2 separate regions of the Triticum aestivum genome follow, and region 1 is linked to region 2. Evidence: chromatin contacts called from public Hi-C data. All regions are on one chromosome and are shown on one strand. The core of a region is the stretch at or near the end of the contact, and the rest is flanking DNA. Distances in the headings are between cores, read along the strand shown. Region 1 has its middle 12 kb from the start of LOC123070579. Region 2 holds the start of LOC123070578 (aspartic proteinase NANA, chloroplast).

Evidence for each region. Hi-C and Micro-C count contacts between places; a contact is called where the count stands out from the background.
Region 1: a contact with region 2 is called in a Hi-C map of leaf, with 5 times the contacts expected there. The contact joins the enhancer-like site here to the promoter of LOC123070578 in region 2. A contact is called at or near these places in 2 of 5 Hi-C or Micro-C datasets (both in leaf) and 1 of 1 datasets of contacts at active chromatin or transcription factors (leaf).

The regions. Positions count from the first base shown.
Region 1 is chr3B:500,187,077-500,189,895 of IWGSC CS RefSeq v2.1, reverse strand. No RefSeq gene overlaps it. Among protein-coding and RNA genes, the nearest start is that of LOC123070579, 12 kb to the left of the region's middle. Within about 2 kb of position 1,470, at least 4 of the 8 cell types and tissues checked have an H3K27ac peak or open chromatin away from gene starts, as enhancers often do. A contact at or near this core is called in leaf, where this site is marked.
Region 2 is chr3B:500,008,804-500,011,819 of IWGSC CS RefSeq v2.1, reverse strand. It overlaps LOC123070578 (aspartic proteinase NANA, chloroplast), which reads left to right and starts at 1,666. Exons shown (of 2, transcript XM_044493837.1): 1 at 1,666-2,553. The coding sequence starts at 1,988.

The DNA of each region.
Region 1 (2,819 bases), core at 221-2,720, 180 kb before region 2:
AACTGTTTGTGATTTCAAAAAAATTACATTTGTCAAAAAATGTTCAGAATTCCAACAGTTTTTCACATGATTTGAAAAATGTTTCGTATTTTTAAAATTGTGTCACATTTTTTAATAATGTTTTTGGTATTTCGTAAACTATTTCATAAATAATGTATTTATAAAATGTTTCAGATTGTTGGCCAGCTCACCAGACATAAAGCAAGTTTTTTTTCCTTAACAATGGGACATAAAAATTCTTTCTTTCTTTTTCTTATCGGGTGACCTAATAATTTCAACACAAAAAAACATGCCCTGGAGTTGACCTTGGGACCTGGTAGCCACTACAGTAGATAACTATGGCTGACATAGTCAGAGGCCCGAAATATTTAATCAGAAACCAAATCATCGAACTTTGAAAATATGTTTTAGGGGCAAACAAGTATTGAAAACGTATTTATATATGAAATATTTGAACATTTATAAAGTGTGAGAACTTTTTGAAAATTCTGAATACTTTTAAAAACTAACAACTTTGAAAAAGCGAACACCTTTATAAACATTTTTTGCAACCTGAACAAAATTTTGAAGTGCTCACGAGTTTCAAAAAATGTGTTTGCGACATTTTCAAAAAAATGTGTGTGCAATGTAAAAATATGTTTGCGTGATGTAAAAATATGTGTCATAACCTTAACTGAATATATGTGGCATGTCCTTGAAAAAAGTGTATGCAGATTTAAAAATATTGAACCACATAAAAGGGTGTTCATGTAGTTTTATAAAATGTTTTTTGTCATTAATAAAATGTAAAACATGTATTTGAAAAAATATTACCATGTATTCAAAAAGTTTTTAAAACATTTAATTTAAAAATGTACATAATGTATTTGAAAATATCAAAAGTTTATCCAAAAATATTTAATGTGTGCGTCAAAAATGTACATTGGATATTGAGCAAATTTAGACATGTGTAAAAAATGAAAAATGAAAAGAAAACGCAAAAAGAAAGAAACTAAGAAAACCAGATTAGTGCGCGTGCGCGAGTAAGTGCGCTACTGGGCCGGCCCAATTAGAAAATCCCGGCTACGTTCTGTCAAGGTTTAAAATAGACCGGGATTAGAGAGTTTGGTATGCTTATTTCAGGGATTGAGAGTTCGAGGTTTGATTTAGCTTTCGCCTATAAATTGAAGGTTTGTTTTGGACTTTTTCCTTTCCGCAATGATAAGAGAGTCCCCCCACTGATTCGGCCTTGTTCCGCGGGGAATGTTCGACGGCGTACCAACCTCCATAAACAACGGTGTAATGAGAGCAAAAGTCTGTACGTACGTACACAATCGATCCGCCTGTACAGATGGATAGATATATTGTACGTGCTTGCGTATGATTGTGTCCACACATTGTACGTACGCAGTACGTTATCTACACCGAGCGGTGAGGCGCTGCTGGTAGCGATGGCGTGTTACCATGCACGCGCTTGCGATTTCTGGGATTTTGTGTAGTCCAGCTGGTGAGTGACAATCTCGCATCTTTGTTTCCTTGTGCCTTCTGAAAGCTCCAAGCCAATTGGTCGTGCCTTTTCTTGCTGCTACTGTCCGTGCGCTGTTACCGATCCCCATGTAGCACATTATATCGGCTACCATTTGAACTTTCTAGCTCCATATATATTTATATAGCTTTTGGAGCGTGAACTCAACTTCCCGATTTGGTATTGCGGAAACTTGTGGAGACAGATGCCACGCTTGCCAGTCGGCACTCAGGAAATGGCACGATGAGCAGCTCGGTGCACGTGTTCTGAACCTGAATTTCGCAGTGCGTAGCCGAGTTTTACGTCGCTTCAAGGAAGGGAAGGCTCCATTGCTGTGGGGCTGAGTGGTGACGATCGACTCGACTCCTATGCCTGCTACAACAACCAACCCATTTAGTTAGATTCACGGCTTGCAATGCAAGCAATCCCTTCTGGCCCAGAATTGCCCCACACACACACACAGACGCACGCACGCACACGCAAAATAGCACCGTGCTATTCTCCTCGTCACCTGGGCTGGGATAGAAGGATTGGTTTCTAGTGCTACTATTTTATTTACGTCTCGCTGTGCATGATAAGACCAGTGGTCACCCACCCAGCGTGCAGTGAGATCCGGAATACGCGTGTGACATACGTACTGACCACCAACGCAGACATCCTCCAACCTACTCCTACAGATCGACTAGAAAAATTCGGGCCGCGGGAGGAATCCCCTGTGATTGACAATTGAACGTAAGCGCGGCCTTAGTCATCGTTGGAAAGGCCTTAACCCTAATGAATCAGCTCGCAGGCAGAGCTGTTTTTGCTCCCGCGCTGCTAGTGGACTACGGGCTACGGCACACATGTGAGGGTGCTGCTGCCCTGCGGTAATGTGGTCAAATGGACGATGAGCTGGAGGCCAGGCACCAATGGAGTACCACCATGTGCCGTGACAGAATATGTTGCCGCCTGGGCATGTGGCCTTGCTTCCTTCCCCGCCCATCCTGCGGCATTCAGCAGTAGTCGCGGACAAATTTTGAATCCTGTGGCTTCGCTTTTGGGAACTTGTTGCCAATCAATACCGGGTCGTGTCTGATCGGGCACCAGGCCACCAGCTCTGCGCGCGCGGCGTCGCGTGGGAGTGGGATTCGGGGTGGACGCCCCTTCGCCCCGTCACGCATGATCGCCCCGGTTACACGGAGCACCAATCTTTTTTTTTTCTCTATATACTAGGAATATCGCGCTTTATTGATCAAGGATAACAAGTGAAAGTGTCTCCCGGATACAATCCAGAGTTACATGAAAACTAGAGCCATCAAATGACTCAGAAGATCTA
Region 2 (3,016 bases), core at 417-2,916:
GGTCGGGACCGGAGCGGTGTCGACAAAATCCACCACGAAGCTTCTAACATGCTGCCAGAGGGCCACCGTCGCCACACACACAGAGGTCATCACAGTAGCTCGGAGGAGATATCGTCGGGGACGAAGGTGGTCTACACCTAGGCAGGACCGAGCTCCGGCCACCTCCCCCAAGGGTCACGCCCGCCCCGACGGACGGCATCAAGAAGAGGGGCTGCACCACTGGGAGCAAGACGCGGACTGGGGGAGGATCAGCACGGACACGACCGCGCCGACGAGCAGGACCAACAGGATGTGTGCAGCAGTTGGACGGGGGGAGTGGTCGCGGCGCGCCAGATCCGATCTGGGGCCGTGGGGTGGGAAGGCCTCCAGCGCGAGCGCCGGGGGGAGGGAGGGACGCTCCACTGCAGCCATCCTCAGGCGCGACGCGGCTGGCACGACCGGCCCTCCGGCGGCGGCGTTGAAGGGAGACGGTGGCGGAAGGGCTGCACGATGCAGGGCGGGGCAGGGCAGGAACGGAATCGCCCCGCCGCCGCCATCCCCGTACGCGGCGCGGCTTCGCCGGCCGGCCCTCCGGCAGTGGTGATGCGGGCGTGGCGAAGTCGAAGGGGGGCTCCCGGCGGCGAGGGTTTCCCCCGTGTCGCCAGACGCGGGCGACGCGGGGGCGGGGTTGGGGGTCATCCGTTTTTCGTGAACTAAAAACCACGCGTTTTTAGTTCCGTGGTCTAAGGGGTCTGCCGGAGATGCTCTAAGCTAGCAAGGCTCAGTTCGCTTAGAGCATCTGTGTTAACGGAGTATACGACACGACAACTTTATTTCCATAAGCGACACCCCTTCGCTCCTGCCCTCGTGCGACTCTCATCTAGGGTTTCCCTGCTTCTCGTCGGCGCTGTCGTCGGTCAGCCTCGTCTCCTATGGTCCTTGACCATGAAGGCGCGGTGGATCCTGACCCTTGCCGGCGGCAGGGCTCCGTTTTTAGATGTTTTTCTAAGTTTTATTAGGGATTGTGCCATGGTCAAGAAGATGAGGCGGCGACGGCTTCTTGAAGATGGAATAAGTTCCCTGCCTAGCCCCATTTTGGTGATGCTTGAAGTGTCGTCGGAGTGTGAGTCGAGGTGTGTCTCCGGCGGATCTCGTGGGATCCGGTCGGCGTTTGTCTTTGGTGGATCCGGTCTTCGTTCGTCTACGTCTATGTGTCTGCAAGTTGGATCCATTCGATCTACACTTCTCTTTATCGGCGGCAGTTGCTGTTTTGATAAGTTGATCCTATGGAGGCTTAGCACGACGACTTTCTGACTGTCTACTACAACAATATTTGCCCGACTGTGACGAGGGAGGGGTGATGACGGCGGCGCAACTTCGGCTCGCTCGAGTGCTTGTAGTCGTCGCTAGATGATCTACGCAGCTAGATGTAAATTTTATTTTCAGTGTTCTTTGTACTACATTGATAATTGATGAATAAATAAAAAGTTTTCTTTAAAAAAAACATCTGTGTTAACGGTACAGATCCAACCGAAATCCGGCACAGCGAGTCCCAGGAAACTTTGACCCGCGGCCAGCACGGCGCGCACAAAGCACAAGCGCAAGCGCCCAAGCGCGTCGCGTCGCACCACCTCTGCAGGGGCCAAACAATGCCGCCCGGACGACGCACAGCACAGGCAGAGCACAGCCACCACCCTGAACAAAAGCTTAACACTAAATTAAACTAACCTTACCTAGCTGCCTCCCCCACGCAAAGAGGGCAAGATAAATACGCACTCCAAAGCGGCACACAAACACAAATACATACACGCAGCCCGAAACGCGAGCGCAAACAAAAGCACCACCACCACCGCCGCGGCAGCTCGGCGGCGGCTTGCTTGCTTAGCCGTGAGGCGCGCGCGCATTGGCGCGTACGGCCGCCGGCGGGCCAGCCATATATACACATCGCCGGGCGTCTCGTTGGCGGCCTAGCAAAGCTTGAAACCAAGAATCTGCCGCGCCGTCTGCAATGGCGGGTCACCGCCTGACCCTGCTGCTCGTTGCGGTGGCCGCCGCGTTCTTGGCAGGCGCGAGCGGCCGCCACGCGAGCGACTCGGCGCGGTTCCCCCTGCTCCGCCTCGCCGCGCCGGTGTCCCTCGCCGACCTGGCGCGCAGCGACCGGCAGCGGATGGCGTTCATCGCCTCGCACGGGCGGCGGCGCACGCGGGAGACCGCGGCGGGCTCGTCGTCGGCCTCTTCGGCTGCCGCGGCCTTCGCGATGCCGCTCACCTCCGGCGCGTACACGGGCATTGGGCAGTACTTCGTGCGCTTCCGCGTGGGCACCCCGGCGCAGCCGTTCCTGCTGGTGGCCGACACCGGCAGCGACCTGACCTGGGTCAAGTGCCGCCGCCCCGCCTCGGCCAACTCCTCGCTCTCGCCGGCCGACTCGGGGCCGGGGCCGGGGCGCGCGTTCCGCCCCGAGGATTCCAGGACATGGGCGCCCATCTCGTGCGCGTCGGACACCTGCACCAAGTCGCTCCCCTTCTCCCTCGCCACCTGCCCCACGCCCGGCAGCCCCTGCGCCTACGACTACCGGTCAGCATTCCCTCGCTCCTCATTCGCATTCGCATCGCTCTCCCCCCTACCGTTCCGTACTAACCAGCCTTCATACAAACGCCAGCCCGCGCTTTACTGCTACGACTAGTACCACCACCCCTACTTAGCTGTGCGTAATCGCGATGGATTGAATCAAATCGATCTGTGGGTGGGGCGTCATTAATTGGCCCTGGCATTGATGATGAGACGCGAGCAGCAGCAGAGGCCGCAGGAGGAGGCAGGAGACGCTATTAGTGGTTGGTTGGTGGGCGAGTCGGATCTCGCAGTTGCAATTTGCAAATGGCCATGGGGCTGCAGCGTTTAATCAATGCGGCGCCATTGATGCCCTCCCTGCTCCGGGCAGCTCCGGCCTGCCTCGCCTTACTGGTACTGGTACCGGCAGTCCCACTTGTACTACGAGACCGCAGCACTGCACGGCATTCATTGGCTCCGCCATGTAGGT